3 separate regions of the Sus scrofa genome follow, and all the other regions are linked to region 2. The links are chromatin contacts, called in public Hi-C and promoter capture Hi-C maps. All regions are on one chromosome and are shown on one strand. The core of a region is the stretch at or near the end of the contact, and the rest is flanking DNA. Distances in the headings are between cores, read along the strand shown. Region 1 holds the start of A1BG (alpha-1B-glycoprotein). Region 2 holds the start of ZNF446 (zinc finger protein 446). Region 3 holds the start of MZF1 (myeloid zinc finger 1).

Evidence for each region. Promoter capture Hi-C pulls out the DNA fragments that hold promoters and counts their contacts. A called contact is a pair of places that touch in the nucleus more often than the background predicts.
Region 1: a promoter capture Hi-C map of liver shows a contact between it and region 2, with 4 times the contacts expected there. The contact joins the promoter of A1BG here to the promoter of ZNF446 in region 2. A contact is called at or near these places in 1 of 5 promoter capture datasets (liver), 2 of 47 Hi-C or Micro-C datasets (liver and mesenteric adipose tissue) and 1 of 2 datasets of contacts at active chromatin or transcription factors (alveolar macrophages).
Region 3: a Hi-C map of liver shows a contact between it and region 2, with 3 times the contacts expected there. The contact joins the promoter of MZF1 here to the promoter of ZNF446 in region 2. A contact is called at or near these places in 5 of 47 Hi-C or Micro-C datasets (liver, psoas muscle, retroperitoneal adipose tissue and 1 more) and 2 of 2 datasets of contacts at active chromatin or transcription factors (alveolar macrophages and skeletal muscle).

Annotation. Positions count from the first base shown.
Region 1 is chr6:62,938,026-62,941,946 of Sscrofa11.1, reverse strand. A1BG (alpha-1B-glycoprotein) reads left to right here and starts at 2,325. Exons shown (of 8, transcript XM_003128132.6): 1 at 2,325-2,536; 2 at 2,620-2,655; 3 at 2,741-3,019; 4 at 3,449-3,721. The coding sequence starts at 2,503.
Region 2 is chr6:63,048,776-63,052,878 of Sscrofa11.1, reverse strand. It overlaps ZNF446 (zinc finger protein 446), which reads right to left and starts at 2,538. Exons shown (of 4, transcript XM_021097395.1): 1 at 1,785-2,538; 2 at 1-195. The coding sequence starts at 2,288. It overlaps LOC110261334 (zinc finger protein 324A-like), which reads right to left. Exons shown (of 4, transcript XM_021097374.1): 4 at 3,606-4,103.
Region 3 is chr6:63,121,984-63,125,652 of Sscrofa11.1, reverse strand. MZF1 (myeloid zinc finger 1) reads left to right here and starts at 1,628. Exons shown (of 6, transcript XM_021097358.1): 1 at 1,628-1,705. LOC110261337 (tigger transposable element-derived protein 1-like) reads right to left here and starts at 1,719. Exons shown (of 3, transcript XR_002345404.1): 1 at 1,636-1,719.

The sequences.
Region 1 (3,921 bases), core at 1,076-3,575, 110 kb after region 2:
CGGGCCCCGCATGACGGGTCTCCACCGCGGCGGCTCCGGGCTCTCCCACTGCTCCTCTGCCCTGTGCCGCCCACTCCTACTGTCCCGGCCCTTCCTGCTCATCCTGCCTCACAGTCTGCACAGCCGCCCTCTCTGCCCGGATGCCCTCCCCCAGGGCTCAACGTCCCCAAGAAGCAGTCCCGCACCTTCTGCAGGGTAGTGGCGACAGGCCGTCCTCACTCCTCCCATCCCTCACTGTCGGGCTGTGCCTGAGGAGGGCGGGGAGCCCAGGGGACGGGGAGCCTGGCCTCCTGGCCGCAGGTGACAGCCACACGAGTGACCCCGGGCACACAGACCACCGTACACAACTGGAGCTTGGGGTCAGGGCCAGGGTGGGAGGCAGAGGCTGGAGGTCCTGGGTGCGAGTCTGCCTGCATATCCAAGGCGGGTCCCACACTGCGGATCGCTGCTCTGGGGAGGAACTGCGGGTCCAGCCAGAGCCAGGAGGTGCCTGCAGGAGCCCTGCTTGGCGCCAAGCATGGCGAATCCAGACACAGGTGAACCCCCCCTTGGCCAGCACACGACAGACGCCACTGGGGTGGGGTTCACTGCGGAGGGGCCACGCCGGGCCTCAGCCTCCCCAAGGCAGGGTGGGGGTCCCAGCGCAGCTGGCTGCTGAGGGAAAGCGATACGAGACCCTGCAGGGGGTGCCAGGGCAAGCCTGCCTCATTTCCCTCACATCCGATGCGGGAGTGACAGTAGCAGTACCTCCTGCCCAGGCCCATGTGTGGAACTGCTGACACACACCAGTGGGCGCCGCACAATTTTATTGCTTATTATTCTATTACCAATTATTATCGACACACAATCCACTTGGGGTTCCAGGGTTCCCAGTGTGGCTCAGCAGAAACAAATCTGACTAGTATCCATGAGGTTGCGCGTTCGATCCCTGGCCTTGCTCAGTGGATTAAGGATCCGGCGTTGCCGTGAGCTGTAGTGTAGGTTGCAGATGCAGCTCGGATCAGGCGTTGCTGTGGCTCTGGTGTAGGCTCTCCCACCGCTCAAATTGGACCGCTAGCCTGGGAACCTCCAAATGCCATGGATGAGGCCCTAAAAAGAAGAAAAAAAACCCCCCAAATCCACAATCAATTTGAATATTCTTTTATTACTTTAATGTATTTGTCATATATTCCCGGCTGGTCTCTGCCCCCTCTCCCCAAGCAATGCGCCAAATATTTACAATATTTATTGTTTTATTACTTTTATCGTTAATTTCTTGTCATTTGTTGCATCATCTATGTTTAACAGTGTTTTCTTTTTTTTTTTTTTTTTTTTTTTTTTTTTTTTTTTTTTTTTTTTTTTGTCTTTTGTTGTTGTTGTTGCTATTTCTTGGGCTGCTCCCGCGGCACACGGAGGTTCCCAGGCCAGGGGTTGAATCGGAGCTGCAGCCACCGGCCTACGCCAGAGCCACAGCAACGCGGGATCCGAGCCGCGTCTGCAACCTACACCACAGCTCACGGCAACGCCGGATCGTCAACCCACTGAGCAAGGGCAGGGACCGAACCCACAACCTCATGGTTCCCAGTCGGACTCGCCAACCACTGCACCACGACGGGAACTCCATGTGTTTTCTTAATTAATTAATTAATATTATCATTATTTTGGCCGAGGCCACGGCATGTGGAAGTTCCCAGGCCAGGGACTGATTGTGTGCCACAGCAGCAACCAGAACCGCTGCAGTGATAATACTGGATACTTAACCCACTGAGCCACAAGAGAGCTCCCTAGTTAATTTATTTTTCACTCGAATGATTTTATTAATCATTGGTAATTTTATCTGTTAACTGTGATTCCATTCTATTATTTAAATGTTTTCGTGGATTGCCCCTTGTGGCTAGGCAATAATGGCCTTGACTGGTATCCATGAGGACTTGAGTTTGATCCCTGGCCGTGCTCAGTGGGTGAAGGATCCGAGGTTGCCATAAGCTCTGGTGTAGGTTGCAGACGTGGCTTGGATCCCACATGGCTGTGGCTGTGGCTGTGGGGTAGGTTGCTGGCTGCAGCGCCAATTTGACCCCTAGCCAGGGAACTTCCATAGGCCGCAGGTGTGGCCCCTCAAAAGGAAAAAAAAAAGATATTTGCTAGTACCTATTGCATTATTTGTTTTAGTATGTATTTTATTTTTGTCTTAAAAATGGTTATTATTTTCCCACATTTATTGTTAGTTTTGATCATTTTTGTCTGCTAGTTTTGTCATTTTTGTCTGTTAGTTTTGTCATTTTGTCTGTCATTAATTCTGCCCTTTTCTTCATTATTAATTTAATTGATTCATTTGGCCAGGTTATTGGTCACTGTTGTAGTGGAGACTCCTGTGGCCGAACTTTGCCCTTTGTCCCGACCCGCCGGAGCCCAGCTTCTTGGGAAGGACAAACAAGCCAAGAGGTCAGCGCCCCGCACCGCCCCCCTGCCCCTGGGCTCTATCACCCGACAGACAGCTGCTGCCAGGCTCCGCCGAGGCTGACCATGTCTGCGTGGGTGGCCCTCCTGCTGCTCTGGGGTGAGGCGTCGGGCCTGGGGTCCCCGGGGCAGGGCTGGGGGCCGGCAGGAAGGGCAGCGGGCCTTACCCGTGCGCCTCCGCAGGTCTCGCCCTGAGCCGAGTGACCGAGGAGGCCTTATGTGAGTAGTAGGGTCTGGGCGTGGTGGGCCCTGCCCAGGGAGCCGCTGTCTGGGCTCCCAGCTCTGACTCCTGTGCCCCACACAGTCTTGGATCCGAGGCCGAACCTGTGGGCAGAGGCCCAGTCGCTGCTGGAACCCTGGGCCAATGTGACGCTGACATGCCAGAGCCGCCTGCCAACGCTGGCTTTCCAGCTGCTCAGAGACGGGGTGGCCCAGGACCCGGTGCGCCTGGCCTCGCCCGCCTTGGAGCACCGGTTCCCGCTGGGAGCAGTGACCAGTGACACCCGAGGCCTTTACCGCTGCCGCTCCGGCTTGAACAGCAGGTGGACCGGCCTGAGCAACCTCGTGGAGGTGACTGGATCGGGTGAGTGGAGCGCTCGTGGGGCCCGGAGGCAGTGGGAGAGGCTGCTGGAGGGGCCTCCCTTCCGCCACCCCGCCATCTCCTCATCTTCTGCGGCCCCCGACCGCCAAGCTGGTGGCCTTGGGCAAGTCAGGTGACAGCTCTGAGCCTCAGTTTCCCTGTCTGTAAAATGCAGACGGTGTCTGGACTGACCCTGGGAGGCCATGAGGAATAAATGACTGAATCTCCAGGAAGTGCTTGGGGGGGCCTGGCACATGGGGGGCCCCTAACATGTCTTTCTCGCGAATTCCCGGCTGGTCTCTGCCCCCTCTCCCCAAACAATGCTGTCTACCCGCTGGCACCCTCGGTTTTCATGAGTGTGGAGGTCCAGACCCAGCTGAGCCCCCACGTGTCCCGAGTCAAGCCAGCCCATGACCCCTGCCTCATCCGCAGAGCCCCTGCCCCCACCCTTGCTCTCAACCAAGCCAGTGCCCTGGATCACACCGGGCCTGAACACGGAGCTGCTATGCCATGGGGGACTTCACGGTGTGACCTTCCTGCTGAGGCGGGAAGGCGACGACCAGTTTCTGGAGGTGGTGGAGGCCCCGGAGGACACCAAGGCCATCTTTCCAGTCAAACGGCCTGGCAACTACAGCTGCACGTACCGGACGCACGCGGCAGGCGCCCCCTCTGAGCCCAGTGCCACTGTGACCATAGAGGAGCTGGGTGAGTGCATGGACCATCCCAGAGGTCTTCCTGCAGGAGGAGGCACCTGGAGGACAGAACTGCCTTTGCCTCGATTCCCAACCCTGAATTCTCTGCCCAGGACTGGGCCTGGGAAACAGTGTCCCCACGGCTGCCTGGCCTTGATGATGGGTAGGGATTTGCCACAAGGAAGGGTGTTCCTGGGGCAGAGGTCTGGAGGC
Region 2 (4,103 bases), core at 1,289-3,788:
CTGCCCATAGCCAGCAGGCTCCTCCTTCACACTGCAGCTGGGATGGGCACCCCCCTCCATCTGCGCATCGTTGGACCCCTCCCCAGAGGCTGCCCTGAGGGGCTCCACTGGCTCTGAAGGGTGGGAGCTCCTCACAGATTTCTCTGTCTTCTGTGCTGCTGGAAGCACTGCCCGCTTCAGGACGTGCGCTGTAATCTGAGGAGAGAGGCAAGTTACCGGGGAGCCAGTCTCACTCTGTCCCTGCAAGAAACCCACACTTCCACACTCACCCAGCTGAGCAGCTGCCCAGGGTCATGCTGCAGGCCCTCGACCAGAACAGCAGCCTCCTCTGGGCTGCCTGGCCTCTGGCCCCGCACCCAGGCCTGGATCTCAGGGGGCAGAGCGCCCAGGAACTGCTCCAGCACCAGCAGCTCCAGCATCTGCTCCTTGGAGTGAGCCTCTGGCTGCAGCCACTGGTGGCACAGCTCCCGCAGCCGGGCCAGGGCCTCGTGGGGACCGGCTGCCTCCTGGTAGCAGAAGCCCCGGAAGCGCTGGCGTGCTGCCTCGGGCTCCTCCAGGGTGGCCTCGGAGTCCAGAGAGGGGAGGCTCGGGGGACCCAGTGGGGATGGCATTGTGCTGCGAGTCTTCCTGGAGCCACCAAGAGGGACTTGCAGGATAGGAGGGGTCAGGGTGACAGCCTCAAGCCCACAGGCAGGGTAAGTCACCTGTGTGCACACAGGCCCAGCCCAGGGGACTGAGGCTGCGACAGAGAGGACCCTGGTGTGGGGATGCTTGAGGCTGAGTTGGGGAAAGCTTCAAGGAGGAAGGAGTCACAGAGCGGAAGGAAGCCTTGTGAACCAAGGCTTGGAGGCAAGTTGTTGACAGAGCTTCCAGAAAACTGCAGGGAACTGCTGGGAGATGATGCTGGAGAGGAAGGCAAAGGGAGTCATCAGAGGCTGCCAGGGACAGGCTGAGGAGCCCCGGAAAGCCATCGCGGCGGAGAGAGGGGGTAATTAGGGCTGTAGTAGGGCACGATCCGGGGTGAGGACTGGGGCCAGGCCGCCTGTCCTCACCGTCTCCGGGAGACGTTGACTCAAGTGGGGCACCCTGAAGGGCTGGTCTGCGCTTGGTCGAGGCAGGGGCTGATGTGGACCCCGAGATACAGAGCTCGCTGACCACGGAGAGCAGTGCTTCACTCACAACGTCTGGACCGAGCGTGTGAAAAGCCGGAGCAAAGCAAAGAGGAGCTACGAGTTGTGTGAAGCGGTCAGCAAATAATTGTGTCTCAGGCTCGCAGAGACTCCGGGGTGAAACACGCCCAGCGCGGGATCGGGGGGCTGGCTCACAGGCTGGACCAAACCTGACGCCTGGAGTTCGCCTTCCAAAGAGGAGGTTTTCCCGCAGGAGGGACGTGGACCGGCCCGGGAAAAGGCTTGGAAGCTGGAGGCCCAGGGCACATTGGGAGGTAGTGAGAGGCCACGCCCACCCAGCCAGGCCTGCGCCCACCTCCGCCACCCGAGGCCACTGGGAGCCAGCGTCCCCGCCCGCCCCTTGGGCAGAGCCGCCTTGGCCAATCATGCATCTGCTCCGAAGGCGCCGCCCCCTCCCCTCGGACTACTTTTCCCATGAGCCTCAGCAAGGACAGGCGCGGCCTCCGCCAGCAGATGCTCCTTTTCGGAGGCATCTCACGATTGAGAGGTGCCCCATCCCTTCGAGAGGAATGTGAAGAGTGGCAGGGTTTTGAGGGGGGCTCCCTACCCTCCCCAGCAGCTACTTTCCCTTAGTACCCGCGCACTAGCACTCACCGACGGCCGAGAGGGATGGTACCGTCTGATCCTGCGCATGTGCACGACAGGCCCGGCGCCTATTGGCAAGCGAGGCGATGGGTGGGGAAGTAGCGTGACCTGTCGGCCAATCAGAGCTGGCGCTCGCCCCAGGCTCCTCCCCAAGCGTCCTTCTTGAGGCTTCTTTCCAGTCGCCCGGCCGTCACCTTGGTAACCCCTGGAGCACCGCGGCTGGCCTCCAGCTGCTTCCAAGGCAACGTCCAGAGCGCTGCCCTGCTCTCTGCGGGGGCCGGAAGTGGCTGCCTGTGGGGTGTAGTTCCTCCGAACCTCCTCTCCAGATGGTCCCAGGAGGGGGCCGGAACCTGCCGGGAAGGCTGGCCTAACCCACGGGGTTTCTCCGCCATCCTCGGGAATTTCTACAGCGAGGATGGCGCTGGGGACCTTCATTCGACCACCGCTGAGCGCCCTGTGGACATGCGGGGACTGCAGGAAGAACACCCATCTACTGACGAAGAAACTGTCCATGATTTACACCTTCATAGCCTCACACGTGGCTTCAGCTGGATCAGTACTGCAAAGCGAGGGGTGGTTTTTGTCCAGAATTATGGGACATGTTTTACATACTTTCCGGACCAGAACCAGTCAGGGTGACTTTTGTTTGTTTGTTCTTGGGGCCTCACCCGCAGCATATAGCAGTTCCCAGGCCAGGAACCAAAGCTATGGCTGCTAGCCTAGTCACAGCCACAGCAACGGAGTTTCTGAGCTGCGTCTTCCACCTACACCACAGCTCACCAAAGCTTTCCAGATCCTTAACCCACTGAGCAAGGCCAGGGATTGAAACCGTGTCCTCATGAATACTAGTCGGACTCATTTCTGCTGTGCCACAATGGGAATAAACATAAAAACCTTGGTTTTTAGATAGGAAAAGCGCAATTAATCAGGCCCAGCTTGACCGGTGGGGAAGAGCTGAGGATGGCAACCAGGCTGTAGGAGCTTTTGTCCAAGATGCAGAAAAGGTTGCATGAAACTCTGTGTCCTCACTTGATGTTCCACAGACTCCTTTGTTCCTGAATCCCGTGACCTTCCCACAAGAGCCCTCCATCTGCTCTGTGGGGTTGTCTGCATTTCACAGGGGTGCAGCCTGAGGCTGAAGTGACCTGTTCACGGCTCCCTCATGGAGGCCAGCCTGGGGGAGGGTGAGGCCGGGACCCAAGAGAGCAGAGAGGATGGGCCCATAAGGGGCGGATAGTGGCTCAGAGGCCCTGCACTTGAGTCTTGCAGTGCCTGCTCCTGAATTACTCCTCTCCTTACCCCGTGTCTCCCCTCCTTGCAAAAACCTGTGAAGCTTCGGGGACCAAACCCTGCTGGCAGGTGGGGAGTCATACACATCACGTCTCTGCTTAGGTGGTGGCAAATGGCTGTGAGAGCTGGACATGAAGGGACTGAAGCACCCACTGGGCTGGGGTTAACCTTTTGGGTCCTGCATATGGCTTCTGCCTCACAATCAGGGCCTGGGTCACCTCCTATTACAGCTGCTCTTGGGGCAGGCCCTGGGTGGGCCACACACAGGATGCCTCTCCACCCTGTGTCCTCCCAAAGGGACCAGGGTTACAGCCAAATCCCTCCAGCTGTGATGACACGCCTGCACTGTGCTAGGATTAAACCAGTTTCAGGCTGCTACTATTCACATTTTTTAAACTTTTTTTTTTTTTAACCACGCCTCTGGCACGTGGAAGTTCCCAGGCCAGAGCACAAATCTGCGCCTCGGCAGCAACTTGAGCCACAGCAGTGACAACACTGGACCCTTAACCCACTGTGCTACCAGGGAACTCTTATTTGCATGTTTTTGAAAAGAAACCTTTATTAGGGAGCCTCTCTGGACTCTTGTCTTGTTAAAACTTTCTGAACCATAACCTGGAGGCGGAGGCTGTGGACCTACGCAGTGCTGTGCAAAAGTTTACAATGTTTATCGACTCTGAGATTAACGTCTCCCAGTCTTTCCCTCCCAGTAAAAAGACCATTAAGTCCCCTGGGGATGAAGCCCAAGGTCGAGGCCACAGGACACCAACTGGGCACCACCCCACCTGTCTGACTCATTGTCCCCACCGCGTGGGGAATGTCACTCTGGGGAGTCACCCTGGGAGGGCACCACACAGAGCCTTAGGTAATGGCAAGTCCTCCTTCCAATGCGGGAGGAACAACAGGAAGGCACATGGCCACTCGACCACACAGAACCATGCTGCCCCATCCTGTCCCCTCTGACCTGTTGTTAAGCTCACCCCTCAATAGTGTAGGGGGACGGAAAGTCTCCTGTAATGCTGACTTTGGCAGCAATGGGAC
Region 3 (3,669 bases), core at 379-2,878, 74 kb before region 2:
TTTTTAGGGCTGCAGCATCTGTGGCATATGGAGATTCCCAGGCTAGGGGTCAAAACAGAGCTACAACTGCCGGCCTACATCACAGCCACAGCCACGCCAGATCTGAGCCGCGACTGCGACCCACACCACAGGTCACGGCAACGCCGGGTCCTTAAGCCGCTGAGCGAGGCCGGGATCGAACCCGCAGCCTCATGGATCGTAGTCGGGTAGGTTGACCGCTGAGCCACGAAGGGAACTCCTTTTCTTTCTTTCTTGGACGCACCCGTGGCATATGGAGTTCCCGGGCCAGGAATCGAATCCAAGCCGTGGCTGCGGCAACCCGCTGCACCACAGCAGGAACTCCCCACAAACTTCAGTTACATTCACTCGATCCTTCATCCTCTCCCTCCTACTCTATATAAAGTCCCCAAGCCCGCCTCCAGGGGAGGCGTGAGACTACATTTCCCAGAAGGCCGCGGGGCCGCCGAAGGCTCCGATTGGCCGGCCCGAGGTCTCCGTTCCCTTCCCCCCACCGGAACCGAGAGTACCTGCGCCTAAGCCCCTTGGCCGGAGCCCCCGGGTCCCCCGCGGCCGACCGCCCTCATCTCCGGACCACGACGCGGGCCGGCTGCCTCAACTAGGCCGGCGGGGCTGCGGCCCCAACCCATCTCCTGCCCCAGGCACCGCTTCCCGGTGGCCGCCGATCCCAGCCTCCATCTTATCGGCGGAAGCGGAGGTTGCCAGGCGACGGCCGGGATTGGAGGGGGCCGCTTGGGGCCCGCCCGACGGCGCTCCGGCGCTGCGCGGTCCCCCGGGCCCGCCGGGATATGGGAACGTAGTTCGGCGACGAGGTGGCCGAGCGCGGGGTCCAGGCTGGGGCGCCAGAGGCCACCTCTGCCCAAGGCTGGCTTTCTCGCCCATTAAGACCTCTCCTGTCTTTCCCCGAGTTCTACTTTCAGTCTCTCTCTCTCTCCATCGTCCTCCCTAATCTCCCTCCCTTCCCGGCGGTGTCTCACTGTTTCCTCATTCCGGGGAACTGTGCCCTTTCAGACTGTCAAAACATAATTTCGAAAGAGCAAAAAACATACGCGTCAAAGACTTATCTACCTCGGTGGGAACTAGCAAGGTGACACAGGTGGTTCTGGGAATATGAGAGAGAAGGAACAGCAGAGGGGGTGAAAGAAGAAAGAAGGAATAATGAAATAAAAGTGTGGGAGCTCCCTTCGTGGCTCAGCGGTTAACGAACCCGACTAGGACCCATGAGGATGCGGGTTCGATCCCTGGCCTTGCTCAGCGGGTTAAAGATCCCGCGTTGCCGTGAGCTGTGGTGTAGGCCAGCGGCTGAAGCTCTGATTCCACCCCTAGCCTGGGAACCTCCATGTTGCCGCGGGTGCGGCTCTAAAAAGCAAAGAAAGAAAATAGCAAAGTGGGATTAGTAGCGCTTCACAAGGCAGTGGAGAGGCCCAGCACTTAGTATCCTGCTTAGTGTCCTACAGTGTGATAAAAACAAAAAACTTGGGGTACCCTTTTCTACTGAACAGAAAGCACTACAGTCTATCAACCTTCTACAAGTTAGCATCTAACTTCACAGTATCTGGACTCTGATCAAAAGCAGTGAAGTGAGAAGTCGTTGCTCTGGTTAGGAAATCAGATGACCTGAAGGAGACTTGGCAGAGATGGTGCGAAGGCTTCCAGACATCTTTCTTGTCTTATTGTCAAGTTTTGTGTAAGTTTTCTTCACAAGCGTCCCTCCCGCTCCGTCTCTCTTCTTGCTGTCACCTTTCCCCGAGTCTTTGAAACTCTCGATCTATTTTACTGTACCTCTAATTTCTGTCCCTTTCTCGCCTCTTGCTTCTGTACTCCTGATCTCTATCCCTTGAAACTCGATCTGCACGTCTTGTCGCCGTAAACGAATTCTCCCTCTCCTGTCTCTCCTTTCCTCTCCATCCCGCCCCGATCTCTCTCCCTCTTGTTAACGGTCCTGACACAAGTCTACCCAGCCCTGCCTCCCTGTCTTCTTATCGCACAGTTTAGGACTCTGAGAGCAGAAATCTTCGTTCTTTCTGTCCTGCCCGTGTCTCTGTCCCGGGGGCTGTTCACTTACTTTCACTGTCTCTAGTCACAGCCTGCCCCGCCCCCGCTCCTCAGTGTCTGTCTGTCAGTCCTCGCAGTCTCTCTCGCTCGGCATCACCTCCTCCCATCTCTCCCATCCTCCTGCAGACGCCTGCGGGTACCCATGGTTGCACTGGAAAGCGCCGGCACCACCCGCGCGGTTACCATGGAGACGCCCGGGCCGCCTACGGTCCGCTGGCACAAAAGAGCATCTTCGCGTTGCGCGCACGCGCGCAGAGGGCCGGCCGCCACGCCTCCCAGAAACGGCTGGGCTAAGCCCCTCTCCCGGGCGAAAGCGCGAGAGGCTCGCTTGCGGTCCTGTGGGCGACGGCACGGGTGGCCCAGTCTCTGCAGGGGGTTGCCATGGAGAAAGGGGCTGACGGAATCCAAGCGAGGGCCGTGATTGGTTCAGGGTCCTGCTAATCCCTAGGAGCCGCGTAGAGAATGGAGGAAGACGTTGTGGAGGGCATGCGCTGTTGGGCAGGCGGTGCTGCCTCCTGTTGCCCCCTGGGAAGCTTGCGCGCGTCGACGGGCCCCTGACGCTTGGATGTGAGGCTGGGAGCGCAGGAAGGCGCGGCCCGGAGTGTGATCCGATCGTGGCGAACGACGCTGCCCCGGGGGACAGCGGGAGGAGGGCGGAAACTGAGACGAGCTTGCGGGAAGGGCGAGGCGGCGCCCGGGCTGGTGCGTGGAGCATTCTGGGAGACAAAGTCCGTCGGGGCGGGGGAAGTCGGGAGCGCGCATGCTCAGGAGCACGGAGCGGCCCGCTGAGTGCGGAGGTGAGGGCGGGCGCCCCTCGATCGGGAAGGTGCGGGCAGGGACCCGGGCGGCGGCCCAGCGGGACCAGGAGCGCGGAGCAGGGGCCTGGGCGCTCCCTGTGGACCGGCTCAGTGCTGTTGTGCGAAGCTCGCCAATCCCTGGCCGTTGCCACGGCGACGGAATCTGGAAACCCCGCCCCCAGTTGCCATGGCGGCACCCGGACCTGCCCCGGCTTCCTAAAGCAGACATGGCCAGCCAAGACTTCTGGTAAATGTAGTTTATCGAGCTCCGAAGGGCCGGCTCGATCGCTAAGGCCCAGCTTTCTCCTGAGGTTTCGGTTGACTTGGAATCTTGAGGAGTGAAGGATAGACTCCCAGGATCAGACGGCCTTCGAACCCGAATTCACACCATCAATAAACTCAGATTTCTTCACAAATCTTGCACTTTACCTCCTGCTGCAGAAGGAGCAGCGCGAGTGGAGGGGAAGTTGGGGGACCGTCCCCCTTTGCAGATGGGGAAACTGAGGTTCCCAGAGAGACAGCGACATGCCAAGGTTAGGACTCTCCGACTTTGCTTGCAGGCTATGAGTCCAGGGGTCTCTAAGCCTTTGTAGCCAACCCCCACCCACGCCCAAACCCCTATTACCTCAGCCCCGCCTAAATCGGGAAACTGAGGAGATAATGGGGCATTTAGTGTTGTGGTAAGTTGTGAGAATGGGGATGAATGGGGGGGATGCTTTCTGGGGGCTGGGCCATGCAGGTGACCTTGCACAGATATGGCTGGGACAGGTGGAGGGAGGCTGCTCTTTGGCACTACTTT